Linked DNA regions of Capra hircus: region 2 is linked to region 1. The links are chromatin contacts, called in public Hi-C maps. All regions are on one chromosome and are shown on one strand. Each heading gives the region's core, a stretch centred on a gene start, on an enhancer-like site or on the middle of the called end of the contact. The rest is flanking DNA. Distances are from core to core; before and after follow the strand shown.

Region 1 (7,381 bases), core at 4,068-6,567:
CACTCCAGGTTCTTCCTCTGACTCAGTGGTAAGGAATCCGCCCGCAGTGCGGGAGACCTGGGTTGGGAAGATCCCCTAGAGGAGGGCATGCAACCCACTCCCAAGATTCTTTCCTGGAGAATCTCATGGACAGAAGAGGCTGGTGGGCTCCAAGTCCATGGAGCCATGGAGTTGGACACGACTGAAGTGACTGAGCACGCCCGGGTGCCCACACACACACTTATCCCCTGCTTTTCCAAAATGCACCTTACACCATTTTCCTTTTATGAAAGACCTACATTAACACCCATTTTCAGTAACAGAAATCCGAAGAGGATTTTTGCTTGTGTGAAAGGCGGAGTGAGAATAGCGTTCAGTGTTGGTTTCGCAGCAGCCTTTACAGAGGGAGTGCTCCTGAGTAGTGAGGGAGGGCCCCCCAGGCTCCTTCCCAGAAACCACACTTAGCATCTCAACACGCAGCCACCGCAGCTGTGAACCCTGTCTCAGTATCTGTGCTTTATCTCAGTTTATTCTTTGAACCGGTTACCAGAGCATACCCTAAGGTAATTGCTTCTTCCCTTAATGCTATTTTGACTCACGAAGGGTTTCATAGGACCACTGTACTTTCGGACAGTGGGAATAATAAACAAGCTTGAAACCATGAGCAGCCCATAAACACGGAGAATCCCTAGCATCTGGATTATGGTTACAACTTCTAAGACCTGGTGCAGCCAAATAAATAGAATGGAGCACTTTAGATTGCAATCAACTTCCAACCCCCTGACTGTTAAAATCCATGAATTCATAATTCTAAGTAATTTTCATATAGAACTGATCCCCTTTGGAGGACGATAAGGAACCAATTTTGAAAGCTCGTAAGTAAACAAGGTGAATTTATCCTGCCTTTCCTAAATGGACAGAAGCAGGAGAGCAGTACCCATGAAAGTAACCAAGCTAATTAATTAAAGGAATAACAATGCCGTTTTGCATGAGTGAACAGATATAAGTGTTCAGCATCTTCAGTTGCTCAGTTCAGTCGCTCAGTCATGTCTGACTGCGACCTCATGAACTGCAGCACGCCAGGCCTCCCTGTCCATCACCAACTCCTGAAGTTTACTCAAACTCGTCCCCTGAGTCAGCGATGCCATCCAACTGTCTCATCCTCTGTCATCCCCTTCTGCCTTCAATCTTTCCCAGCATCAGGGTCTTTTCCAATGAGTCAATTCTTCACATCAGGTGGCCAAAGTATTGGAGTTTCAGCTTCAGCATCAGTCCTTCCAATGAATATTCAGGACTGACTTCTTTTAGGATGGACTGGTTGGATCTCCCTGCAGTCCAAGGGACTCTCAAGAGTCTTCTCCAATACCACAGTTCAAAAGCATCAGTTCTTCGGTGCTCAGCTGCTAAGGTCACAGAAGGACAACTGCATATTCTGGTCTTCTGGAGAACTGCAGCCCTGTGGGTTCTTCAGCCTAAGCCAGGCTCTGGGTCTGGCTGCCGATTTGTAGGAAGTATAGAAGATGGGCAACAGCAGAACTGCACTACGGGAAACAAGAGGTTCGGGTTCTTCAACAAATAAATTGTGCGGGGAAGAAAGGAATGGAAGTGGGGGAGTCCCATAAATTAAAGAGATTTTCACTTAACAAGCAAGACCAAACAGTATTACCTAGAGATGCACATAGCCAAGTGATGGTTCCTTCTGGGGATGCAGCCCAGGTTATGGGCGGCGTGGGGCGGTCTTTCCACCGAGTTGCGGATTCGACTATGCTCTTCCATGTCTCTGTTTTATAGTAAGGTTTATTGTTGTTTTTTAGTTAGGGTTTTAGGTGGGTTGTTTTCACCACAAGGAAAGTAATGCTGGTTCTTTCATTGGGAATCTCCTCCTTTTACCTGGACTTCCCTGGTGGCTCAGTAAAGTATCTGCTTGTAATGCAGGAGACCCCGGTTGGGTGCCTGGATTGGGAAGTTCCACTGGAGAAGGAAATGGCAACCTACTCCAGCATTCTTGCCTGGGAAATCCCATGGACAAAGGAGCCTAGTGGGCTGCAGTCCATGGGGCTGCAGAGTTGGCCACAGCCGAGCAACTTAACACTTCTGCTTTCCTTTTACCCAGATCACAAGGTGGGGGCTGCTGGCACCCACGGCCCAAGTTTCGAGCCCGGGGACGTACCCTGCATTTGTGGTGTCTGTGCCCAGGACAGCAAAGCAGTGCCAGCCAGCTGGCAGCAAGTGACAGCCGGGCCCCTGGGGTCTTCCAGGAGAAAATCGGAGGCTGGTCCCTGTAAAATTCTACCCCTTGCTGAGTGCTGCCTATGACCTGCCCTTTCTCTTCCTTCAAATAGAAGCAACCAGACTTTCCCACTCTGACCTTGCCTTTGGGTTTAAGAGTGCGGTCGGTCACCGGGACCTGTTTTGACAGCGACAGAGAGCCAGTTATGAGCCCTGGGGTATCCAAATTACTGAGCCTCTGTGCACCAGCCCCAAACGCCCTTTGTCAAAGTGAGACACAAGGGCAGGGGAGTCTCTGGGCTCTTTCTGGGAACCTAAGAGAGGCGAGTGCCTAGCTCCAGAAAGTAGGACCCTCCCAGCTGCTCCTGTAGAAGCATCCAGATTCCCATGGAATTGTCGGGCTGCCGAGTCCTGCTCCTTCCGTTTTGCCAGGCTGGTCTGCATCCCTGCTCAGAGTCCCTGCGTTACAGTCAGAGAGCAAAACCCATCCTCAGCCCCCAGCTGGAGCCCCCTTCCGGCCGATGAAGGTTAGTCACAGCTCCATCCAGGGAATTGCGTCCGTGGGCGCCACCTTGTGGCCATGAGGAAGATGTGCATGCCCGTCATCGAGGTGGCAGCGAGCGTCTCTGCTTTCATCTCTGCCCCTGGAGTCCCAGCTATGGGAGAAAACTCCCACGTCTGCTAAAATCTTGCCTGGAAGAGGTGTGATGGTTAATTCTGTGGGTGGTTTGGCTGAGCCGTGGGGCCCAGCTATTTGGTCACCATACAGTTCTGAGTGTGTCTGTGAGGGTGTTTTTGTTTTTTTTTTTTAGATGAAATTAACATTTACTGGGTAGACTGAGGAAAGCAGATGGGCCCCATCCAATCAGCTCAAGGCCTGAATAGAACGAAAAGGTTGACCCTCCCATAAGTTAGAGAGGATTCCTCCTCCCCAGTGGCCTTGATCTGAGACACTGGCTATTTCTCTTTTGGAGTGGGCACCAGCTCTTCCTGAGTCTGCCATCTGCCTGCCTTCAGATAGGAGTCAGGCCGTCAGCTCGCCTGGGTCTCCAGCTCGCCCACTGCAGGTCCCAGGACTCGTCAGCCTCCATTATCACATGAGCCAGTTCCTAACGCCAAGCCTCTTTCTGTACAAATACATCCTATTATGTATATACATCCTGTGGAAACTTGATAGATTGCAGAAAGTTTGCTCCAGTCCTGGCATTGCAAAGCCTTTGACATTTACCACTTACAACAACAAAAAGCCTGATTTATCTGGAATCATCTCTCCTTGGGGTGTGTGTGTGTTTTGATTTGGGTTTTCCCCTCTATAGGTTTATCCTTCTTTATTTTACGTAGAATGAAATTCCAGGCTGTCAGAGCTGGGCAAAGAGCTTAGACTGATCTGAAAGTGAAAGCTGCTCAGTCATGTCCAACTCTTTGCGACCCCATGGCCTATACAGTCCATGGAGTTCTCCAGGCCAGAATACTGCAGTGGGTAGCCATTCCCTTCTCCAGGGGATCTTCCCAACCCAGGGATCGAACCCAGGTCTCCCACATTGCAGGCGGATTCTTTACCGGCTGAGCCACAAGCTCTTACAGCTTAAGAAGGTGCAGCTCAGAGAAGGGAAGGGGTGCTCCCTGAACAGCGGCCCTGAGTCCAGCCAGGAGCTCCCACAGCCCCGGTTCTCACCTGCTTGCTGTCACTGATGATAAAATGCTGTTGCTGATGATAAAATGGGAGGAAGCAGGTTATCTCCTCAGGTTGCTGTCAAGATACAGCCAGTAAGTGGTTATCAGAGCCGGTCTGCTAATGTAGGGGTGCAGGACAGCTGGGACGCTCCAAGGACTTGGGGACCCAGCCGGGGCCCAGGTCTGAGGAGACACCAGTACCTGCCGGGGAGGGTCCTCTGGGATGAGGACAAGCTGCCAAAGGCGAGATCAGAAGGCAGGGCACACAAAACAAGAAAGCTTTGCATCACCGTCTCCTCCCATTTCAAGGAGGAAATGAGAGCCACGGGGGTGGTTAGATGTCGCTGACTATCCCCCTGCTCGGCCGACCATGGAAATGGAGGACAGACAGCCTGCTGTGGAGGGAGGTGGCTGCTGGGGACAGCTGCTTCAGGGCCTTCCAGCACCTTCTCTCTGTCCACCCCTCACCCATCACCCGCTGTGCAGGGCTGAGCACAAGGCCCGGGGTGGGGGCACAGCTCCCGCACTCACAGTGGGTGTGTGTGTGCTTGGCCCACGGCTCTGTCCCCGCCGGGGCCAAGGACAGCACCTGCCTCAGGGCAGACACCCCAAAATATCTATGGAGTGAAATGGAGTTCTCCTCACTTCTGGCCTCACGTGTGTGCTAAGCCATCACAGTCGTGTCCGATCCTGAGACCCCATGGAGGCCTGGCAGGCTCCTCAGTCCACGGGGATTCTCCAGGCAAGAATTGCTGGAGTGGGTGCCCATGCCCTCCTCCAGGGGATCTCCCCCACTCAGGGACTGAACCTGCATCTCTTACGTTTTCTGCATTGCCGGGCGGGTTCTTTACCACCAGTGCCACCGGGGAAGCTCCAGGTGGAGGCTGTCTTTCTCCATCAGACAACGTGAGCGAGGATGTTTCATGGCTGGAGGCATAAAAGTGCATGAGAGGCAGTCTGGACTCACTATACACTCAGCACTGAGACAGTCAGCCCCCCGTAGGCACAGGTTTCACGTCCACAGATTCAACTGACCGTGGCTGGTTCGAGCCGCAGGTGGGCGAATCTGAGGACTTGAAACCCGTGGCTGTGGAGCCCAGGTGTCCCCTGGATGCCCTGGATCAGGGCTCCACAGGGGCGCCTGGACCCGCTACCCCACCCCGGAAATCGAGGGACACTGCTCATGTTTCCTTCTGAGTTTAGGAGAAATTAAAATATGTTCTTGGCCCCCAGAAGAATCCTGAGCCGGCCTTCAGGGCCTGGTGGGGAAGGTGGCCCTGGCCCAGCTGTGGGGTGGCCCCGAGGGCAAGGTGAGGCACCTGCTCACTTTCCTGAAATCCTGGGTCGGGAGCCGCCCACTGACAGGTATGCCTTGAGCCCTGCCCGGCAGCTCTGTCCCTGCCAGCGCTTCTCGGACAGGATGTCACCACCCTTGCACCCCCTCGGGCACTGGCGTGTGTAGGCATGCTAATGTGTGCATGTGTGTGAGTGCTGGGTCTGTGTTGACACTGCGGAGGTGTCTGGGGGATCCATGCAGTATAAACAGTGTGGGAGAAGCCTGGAGGAGGGGCAGGGTCCCTGGTGGCCAGTGGGCAGGGGTAGGGGTGATGCTTAGCTCTCTGGGACCTGGTCACCTGGTTTCAGAACCGCTCTCTGCTGACCCACGGATAGACGAGCAAGCGGGAGATCCTTTGTGTTCAGAAGCGAAATAGAGAAAGTCTGAGTTCTGCTCAGCAAACCGAATGAGGACGGGCATCAGGTGTGGCCGGGCACCTCCCTCACCTGTGCCTGGATTCTGCCGCCGCAGGACTTGGCTGCTGGGGACAGGGACCTGGTACCGAGGAGACGAGCTGCCCCTGGACAAACTCAAAGGGTGATGGCCCATGTCCAGGATGGACTGCATCCCTGAGTCACCATGGGAAGTGGCCTCTGCCTGCCTCTCACTGGACTACAGTGAGAGTAAGTCCCCACTGAACGTGACGTCAGGGTTTATCCGTCACTACTGCAGAAAGGGGCTTGTCCTGACAGATACAGGGAGGAGGTCAGAGGCGGGGGCGGGGGGATCAGCTAGGTCCCCAAAGGCCTTATGGGTCCTGCGAGGCCACCAGCTTTTTGGTTTAAGCTCTGAATGAGATGGGGCAACTGTTAGTCTTTATGAGGTCAACTCTATTTTCTTTTCCTTAACAGTTTCTGGGTTTTACATTTTGCTTAGAAAGGATTTCCCCATGCTAAGTTTTCCTATATTTTGGGGGCATTCCCTGGTGGCCTAGTGATTAGGATTTCAAGTTTTCACTGGAGTTGCCCGAGTTCACTCCCTGGTTGGGGAACTGAGATCCTGCAAGCCACACACAACACGACAAAAACAACAAAAATTTCGCTGCATTCTTAAGTTGCTTTCATGGCTTTACTTTTTTTTTTAATACTTTAATCTCTGATGCATCAGATGTTGGTTTTTTTAAATTAAATTATTTTTGTTTATCTTGATGCTGAAGCTGAAGCTCCAATAAACTGGCCACTTGACACGAAGAGCCAACTCACCGGAAAAGACCCTGATGCTGGGAAAGGTTGAGGGCAGGAGAAGGGGTGCGACGGAGGATGAGATGGTTGGATGGCATCACTGACTCGATGGACATGAGCCTAAGCAAGCTCCGGGAGACAGTGAGGGACTGGGAAGCCTGGCGTGCTGCAGTCAGTCCGTGGAGTCGCAAACAGCTGGACACAACTGAGCGACTGAACAGCAATTTTTGTTTGCGCTGGGTCTTCATTGCTGCAACCAGGCTGCAGAGAGCGGGGCCTACTCTCAAGCTGCAGTGAACAGGCTTCTCACTGTGGTGGCTTCTTGTTGCAGAGTGCAGGCTGTAGGCTCACGGGCTCAGGAGCGTGCCAGCTCAGTAGCTGAGAGCTGCTGGCCCTAGGGCATGTGGATTCAGTAGCTGTGGCTCGAGGGCTCTGGAGCTCAGGCTCAGCAGTGTGGTGCATGGGCTCAGTTGCTCTGCGGCCTGTCCAATCTTCCCCGACCAGGGATCGAACCCATGTCCGCTGCTTTGGCATGGGGATTCTTATCCACCGAGCCACCAGGAAAGTCCCGATGTTGGTTTTTGTGTAGTGACTTTTGATTCATCTTCTCTCTCTAGATTTAGCAGCTGCAGAACCAAGCTCACTTCCAGCTTTTTGGAACCCTTATGAGAAATCCTTTAGGGACTGGTGCCGAGTGATGGGTGGGAAGGATGTGGAGAGAGAGGTGGACAGTAGCAGGTCTTCACAGAGGGCCAGGGTCAGCTGAGCAGCCGCTGATAGACAATCAGACAACAGCCAGGGTTGAAAAATCACAGCTCTGGGACTTTGCTGGTGGTCCAGGGGCTAAAACTATGTCCCTAAGGCAGGGCGTCCAGGGATTGATCCCTGGTCGGGGAACTAGGTCCTGCATGCCGCAACTGAAGATCTGGCATGCCACAGTGAAGATCAAGGTGCCCACTTGCTGCGACCAAGACCTGGTGCA
Region 2 (7,247 bases), core at 1,593-4,092, 56 kb before region 1:
AGATGTAACGGGCCAGAGGGTCTGTGTCCAGGTTGTGGATGCCACATCCTGTTGTCAGCCAGAGGTGACCACCAGGAATGGCAATTTCAGACTCAGGCTCCTAGTGGGGACTCAGCTGAGTTACCCAAGGGAACCAGAGTGTCTCGTTGTGGATGCCAGAGCTCGGCCATCCTCTGTCTCCATTCCAAAGGCATCTGATAAATGGCCTATACAAAGCACCCATCAGGGCTTCCATCCAACAAGTAAGAGGGACACAGATGCTCCTCAAGCTAGGGACTCAGTCAAGGTGTTTCAGAGACTCTCATAATATGACCTTAAAGAGTCTGTCTGAGGAAGAGAGCCGGTGTGCACCGGAAGATAGGAGCAGCAGGATGGTCTTTGGTGGGGCCCTGCTGCTACGCCAGGCCTGTCCTTTGCTCTGCTTGTCACACACACATGCACACACAGACATACTACTGCACACACACACACACACACACTACTGCACGCACACACCCTACTTCCAAGGAAGCATCTTTCAAGGAAGGATGTTTGGTCTTCATCCTCTCCTCCTGCTCACCTCGGGTAGAGGACACATCATCATGATGGGAAAGCAGCAAGACAGAAGGAACCTATGTCCCTGATGACGAGACCAGAGGCCACCTGCATCCACATTCAGGTGGTCTTGAGGGAGTCGGCAGTTGACAGTGATCAGGGAGGTGTCATTCCCACCCTGGACTTTCCTGGACTTGATTCATGTGCAAGGGACACAGACTTATCTTGTCAAGGCACTTTTACTTTGGCTTTTGGTCACTGGCAGCCAAACCTGATCCCGATATACTTTTCCTCTGCTCACCTTTACGCCTCACCCAGCGTCTGACACATAATAAGAACTCTGTGCACGTGTGTTAAAAGGACTGGATCTTTTTGCTAAACTCTGCAGCGTGGTGTTCAGTGCTGTTTCTTATAGATTTTGGATATCTGCCCAATGGAACTGATTTTAAAACAATCAAACACACCATACCTTATGCATCTAGAGGAGTGTTGCTCCCTTCCCGAGTCTATTCACCTTGGGAATCTGTTTATGTATCTTGATGATACTGCTTAAAGATACAGTTCATGTATCTTTTTTCTTTTTTTAAACCACGTTCTGTCACTGTACGTGCACCAGGTTTCGCTGGAGACTTATCCCTGGTTTCGCTGTTGGGATTGTGTGACCCAGAACTGGACACTGAGCTCTCTGGATCAAAAGACTGGTTCAAGGGTGGGCATGTGATCTAGGTCAGGCTTGTGGGATCTAGCCCGACCAGGGATTGAACCTGTGTCCCTTGCTTTAGCAGGTGGATTCTTGACCTCTGGGCCACCGGGGAAGTCCACGTGAAGATTTCTACAATTGGGATTTTTCAAGAAAGTAATTTTATGTGTAAAAAAAATTTCACTGAAGTATAAATATACATACAAAGCACACAAACTATAAGTGTATGACTTAATAAATTCCTCGGTTTCTTTTGATCTATAGTGTGGCCTTTATCCTATTTTTTTCCATTGTACTTTGATAAACAATATATTTGTCACGCAGCATTTCCCATGATGAATGCTTGGCTGATAATTTCCCCCTTGGTGTCATTTAACATGTTGCTCTGTTCTCTATTTCCTGTAAATTTCTGGTTGCATCTAGAGCCTTATCAGATGAGGTCAATTCTGGGGTGAGACCATTTCATAAGTGCTATTGTTTACTGGGCTGTCTCTTTTCCCAGCATCTTTTGAAAGTGGATGTGATTTTTACAAACAGGCAAAAGCCAGTTCCTAGATGAGTCTAGTAAGCAGGGTAGGTGATCATGTTGGAGAATGATGGTTTGAGTTGAAAAACAAGGTGTGATCAAGTAATGAATGATTTTCTTGTGTGACTGGTAAACTGGCCCTGAAGGGAATTCTAAAACAGTTCCAAATATGTGCTCTGCCCTGGCTGCGTCAAATGCACAGCTACCCAGGGTGACTAATGGGAACGGAACAACAGTGACATTGATGGAGAAACTGTATGTTGGCTGTAAAACCAGCCTTGTTGTGTGGGTGGACGTGCGTGCAGTCCCTCTCTAGTGATTAGCTCTTCTTAAGAATCCCCAAAGGTCTCAATGTGTATCACACTTGTGCTTCGAAGTTGGAGCTCTCGCTGAAACGCCAGATCCGCTTGGCTTAGTTTCATTGCACAGCCTGGACGTGTTGACAAGATGCTGCTGGGTCCCACCCAGCCCCTCCCCAGCCCTGGTATTTGCCTCATCTGCATTACTCGGCGAGAATGTGGTCAGGGCACTGCAGAAGTCAACAAAAAACGAGGAAGCTCGGAGAGCCTTCTGCGCCGATCAGACCGAGGGCAGGGCCTCCGGGCAGGGGGCCTAGCCAGGGCCGTGGGCGCCGGCAAAGCCGGAAGGCCCCAGCTGTTCTGAAGCCTCTTAGACTTTCCAGTTTCAAGTCAGCGGAACTCCCCCGGGTCTCGGCTCACCACCGGTTTGGTTTTTTTTTGGTTTCGGCCACTTCCGAGGGGCTACTTGTGGGCCCCGCCCCTTACCCAAGGCACGCCCCCGGACGCAACCCTGGGCGGGGCTAGGGGCCTTTGGCCCTCCGCGCTTCTGGGCGAACGCCGGCTCCGAGCGCCGCCCACGTCCGCCCGGCCCGGAGTCGGCGCCTGCGCAGTTCGGCTGGGTCCCCGTTGTCAGCCCTGCCCACCTCCCTAGCAACCGTCCTCGCGCCCGCCTCCGCCCCTAGGCCGCCTTCGCGCACGCGCTCCCCTTCCGGCCTCCCGGCCCCGCCCTCCCCGTCACCCGTAACAACCACTCGAGCCTCGCCGGGCCCCTCCCGCTCCCGCCCCCGCCGACCCCCCCGGCCCACTCCCCGGAACCGGCGGCGGAGCTGCGGCCGGCCGGCAGTGGAACGGCGACGGCGCCACGGAGCCGCCGGCATGAGCGCCCTCGGCCGCCCCGCCTCCCCGGCCCGGCTTTTCTGACGAGAGGTAAGCGCGCGTCTCCGCCGCGGGCTCCGTGCGCAGCCCCCGTCCCGGCCCCTGCGGGCGGCCTCCCGGCCTAGCCCACCCTTGCCCGGCCCCTCGGCCCCGCTCGGCTTGCCTCAGCTCCGCCGCACGGATCGGGAGCGGGCCTTCCTTTCGCCCCGTCTCGTGAGGCTCCTACAGTCGCCCCCTCCCCGCCCCCATCACCGCCTGTCTTCCCGCCCCGGAGACCCCCCTTTTCCTGGGGGAAGCGGAGTTTGGGTTCCCAGCCTGCCCCCCAAGGTGCATCTCCCCGGGTCTCCCTGGGACTGGGGGCCCGAGAAACCGCCGCGCTGGGACCCTCCCCACCCCCGCCCGCCGCCAGATGGAGCCGAGGGCCCGGCCGCCCCTCCAGCCTGTTTGGGGTGGACTCGTTGAGTCCGGCCATTGGCTAATTTTAAAGCACCGATTGTCATGCAATAGAGGGCTGCCCTGGTCCACGGTGCCGCTTGGCCGTTGTAACTCTGGATTCCCACGTAGGACGTTGGTTTGGACCAGAGCATCCGAAGCTGGGAACTGGCAGGAGTTCAGAAGCTCGGGAATTACCAGGTTCTTGAGCGTAGTCGCTTCGGGTTCTGCCAGGCAGTGGAATCCCGAATGGGTGTTACGGGAGTCTTAACCGCGCATTCCTCTTTTTTTTTTTTTTAACTTCTCTCCCCGTCTCTACAACCCCTTTACATACCCAGTAAGTATCCTCTCTTTCTGTGGAAGATACCCTAAAATTAAATTTTCCTAGTTAAAAATTTAAAAGATTATCGAATTCCTGCTGTGCACCAGCATTATCAGGTTGGCAAAACTAAACAGAACTCTATCCCGGCGCACCAGGACCTGCCAGTCCCAGAATCAAGATTAATGACGGCATTCCAGTTGATTGTGGTGGATTCAGGAGTTTTGGCTCTGAGTCTCCTGATTTTAAGATTTCCCCGGTGGCTCAGACGGTAAAGCATGTGCCCACAATGAGGGAGACCCGGGTTCGAAACCTGGGTCAGGAAGATCCTCTGGAGAAGGAAATGGCACCCCACTCCAGTACTCTTCCCTGGAAAATCCCATGGATGGAGGAGCGTGGTAGGCTACAGTCCATGGGGTCGCAAAGAGTCGGACAGGACTGAGCCACTTCACTCCTGTTTTTAGAGCTGGAAGTCTTACAGTGTTATCTCACTCTGAACCTCACTTCACAGAGGTGGATCTGAGTCCCGGGAAAGTCAAATGACTTGCTTGAGGTTGCCCCGAGTTACTCTTTAGCAGTTTTTCTTTAGCTGCCAGATATAGCTGTTTGCTGCCAGAACCTGGTCTTTCTGAGAGGTATGTGAATCATACCAGAGGAAGTTCCAGATCTGTTTAAATGTAATTAATATGGGTAGGAATCATGAAATAAAATATACCTTTGTAATTTTTTCTTTTATTACAGCTAGACTTTGGGCTCCTTGAGGATATTCCGTTTTGTACTTTTGAATATCCTCTCATTGTACTTAGCATAAAATAACTTTCTTAGTGATTATCCTCAGCAGGACAGGTAGGCTCTTTGGATTTATTTTTCTTTCTCCCTTTTAAATAGGGAAGTGAAGTCCCATAGAGGGCTCCAAATAAAAGTGTGTTTTTCAGAAAAATCCAGTTTAGGCTGAAGCCAGCCTTTGAATGTGCCCCTGGAGAAGGATTCTTGACGGGTGAAGTAGGCTTGAACACTTAGTTGATTGCGTCCTGATATTACAGCTATTTGAGGCTGAAAAAGTCAGTGGAGCCTCTAGCCAGAGGGCTTGGAGTGTCTGCCATTTGAAGACTGATCCCTGAAGTTGTAGCCTGTGCAGTTAGAAAATGGAGATTGACAAGTTTCCTTTGAAAATAGCTTTTGAGGAGTATCCCATAAATTGAGACACAGTAGTATCTTTTTTTTTCCACTTGTATTTTTGTGTGTCCTGGGCTTAATATCTTGAAGTGCCACCATTTTTATTTGGCTTCTTATGGAAGTTGAAGAGAAAATGATTCAAGAACTAATTGTACGGGTTATTAGAATAATTGAATCTCGGCATTTCACTTGCTGGAAAGGACCCAGGGCAGCCCCAGGGGAGGCGGTGAGGCTGGTAAGGTAATTGAGTCCTCCAGCCCTCAGACCAGTGCTCCTTCCCTCGCTCCACTTGGCCTTTCTTCACCTTTTCTTCCTGTCTTCCTGCCTTCCCTTGCCCTTGTATAATTAAGCATCATCTTTTGACTTTTGTGTGCGTAGAACTGTGATCTATTGAGGTTCCTTAGACTGTAGTATGTTGTGTAAATGCAAATTTTTTCCATATCATGCTTATTTATCACAAATATTTGTGTTTTGCAGGTGTGAAAGGATTGCTGTTTTATCGCAATCATGGTGCAAAAATACCAGTCACCAGTGAGGGTGTATAAACACCCCTTTGAACTAATTATGGCTGTAAGTACTTTGCAGTTTACTCTCTTGCATCTTATCTTCTTAGGTGTCCAAATTTGATTATCTGTTGCTCCACTTTTACATACTCTGTTTTTATGCTTATGAACTTTTGCAAGTTTGTGAAGTTGTTTTTAAACTATAAGTCTCTGAAAATCAAAATCTGCATTTTTTAAAAAAAATTTATCTCAGGGTTGTGTGTGAATTTAAGTCAATTCTCCTTTTGAAAATACAGAAGTGGGATTGTGACTAAATAATTCTTCCTCTGGATTTTGCTCCTTTTTTGTTTAAGTAGAAAAGGGATGTGAAGAGTGTTTTTTTTTCTTCTGCTGCTCATTTAGATTGAGGGTGAATTCACTATATGAAGCTGAGCACTGAAGGATGGAGCTTAATTTACAGGATTCTAAGGACTGTGCTGAAATGAGCTTCCTCCACTAATATTAAATTCTTGAGTCATATTAGAATTCCACAAATGGGGTAATTAAAAGTCTTAATTTTCTTTGTTATTTACCTAAAGAGATTGGCTCGAAATAATAATTTCATTAGAGGCCAAAAAAAAAAAAAAACCCAGACAAACTTTTTCCAGTCTCTTTTAGATTACTGTAAGGCATCCTTCCCCGTGGCTTCAGCTCATGTGCTTTTTCAGCTGCTCAGAACTCTGGCTCTGGCCCCAGTTTGACTTTGTGACATTTCTTGCTGCCTTCTTTCAGTTTCTAAGTGAACAATTCTTTTCGCTAAGTGTTGGACACGACTTAGCAACTGAACAACAACGAGTCCTTTTTCTTCCCTGTCTCTTTGTGTTACCGTTACGATGTAATATATGACTGGAGGATACCTTGGTCATGAAATACACCTTGATGAAAGTGCCAGTCTGAACCAGAACCTTTCAGCCCAATGAGAGACCCTCAGCTCCTCCTGGTCCCTTGTAGTTAGCCCCTATTTTGACTCTGACCAGAGGTGACTTTCTGTGTCTCTTCTGTGTACAAAAACTCAAGTGTTTTTGCATCTGGCTGGCTGCTCAGCATCATTTGTGAGATTTATCCAGATCAATTTAGTTTTGGAAAACAAAACTCAGGTCCTCTCAAGGGAACAATTTAGATTTAGGGCGTCTGTTTCTTAAATTGAGGTATAATTTACAGTGAAATGATCACATTAGGTTTACAGTTTGATCAGTGTTGACAGGGAGTGACATGGATCTCTGTCAAGATGCAGACCCATTCCCTCCTTTACCTCAGAAAGTTCCCTGGTGCCCCTTTTCTGTCAGGTGTGAGGTTTGTGTGTGGGGGGGTGTATTTTTTACTTCTGTATTTTCCTTCAGTCCTAGGACTGTTCAGTGTTTTATGTTAATGGCTTACCAGGAAGGCTTGCTTCCTGTTTGCTGGGTGGGTTGTTTGGTCATAAAGAGCAGAGATCCCACTGTGGCCTAAGAGGAGGGGATATTGTTGTTGGAACACATGCTGTGTGTGATGGGATCATGCAGAAATCCAGGAATGTGAGCCTGCATGGGCTGAACTCCAGGAACCTGGCTTGGAGGGAGGGAGGGTGTTCCCAGCAGCAGTTGTCCCCGAAACTTCACCCTTCACCCCGGGACTCTGCCTTTGCTACTGACTGCTCACATGCTTTTTCAGCTGGTCAGAATTCTGGCCCCAGTTTGACTTTGTGGCATTTCTGGTTGCCTTCTTCAGTTTCTAAGTGAACAATTCTTTTCGCATTTCCTAGTTCAGATTCTAGAGATACTTGATCTGATCCTCCCTGCCGCCCAATCCGGTCCCAGGATGCTGGCTGGCCTGTGGATTCCTTGTGGGGCTTGGTCACCTATCC

The links. Hi-C and Micro-C count contacts between places; a contact is called where the count stands out from the background.
Region 2: a Hi-C map of blood shows a contact between it and region 1, with 4 times the contacts expected there. The contact joins the promoter of SEC14L1 here to the enhancer-like site in region 1. A contact is called at or near these places in 2 of 5 Hi-C or Micro-C datasets (both in blood).

Annotation. Positions count from the first base shown.
Region 1 is chr19:53,908,972-53,916,352 of ARS1.2, reverse strand. No RefSeq gene overlaps it. Among named protein-coding and RNA genes, the nearest start is that of SEPT9, 27 kb to the right of the region's middle. Within about 2 kb of position 5,317, at least 2 of the 5 cell types and tissues checked have an H3K27ac peak or open chromatin away from gene starts, as enhancers often do.
Region 2 is chr19:53,962,377-53,969,623 of ARS1.2, reverse strand. It overlaps SEC14L1 (SEC14-like protein 1), which reads left to right and starts at 2,842. Exons shown (of 16, transcript XM_018063719.1): 1 at 2,842-2,986; 2 at 5,340-5,432. The coding sequence starts at 5,370.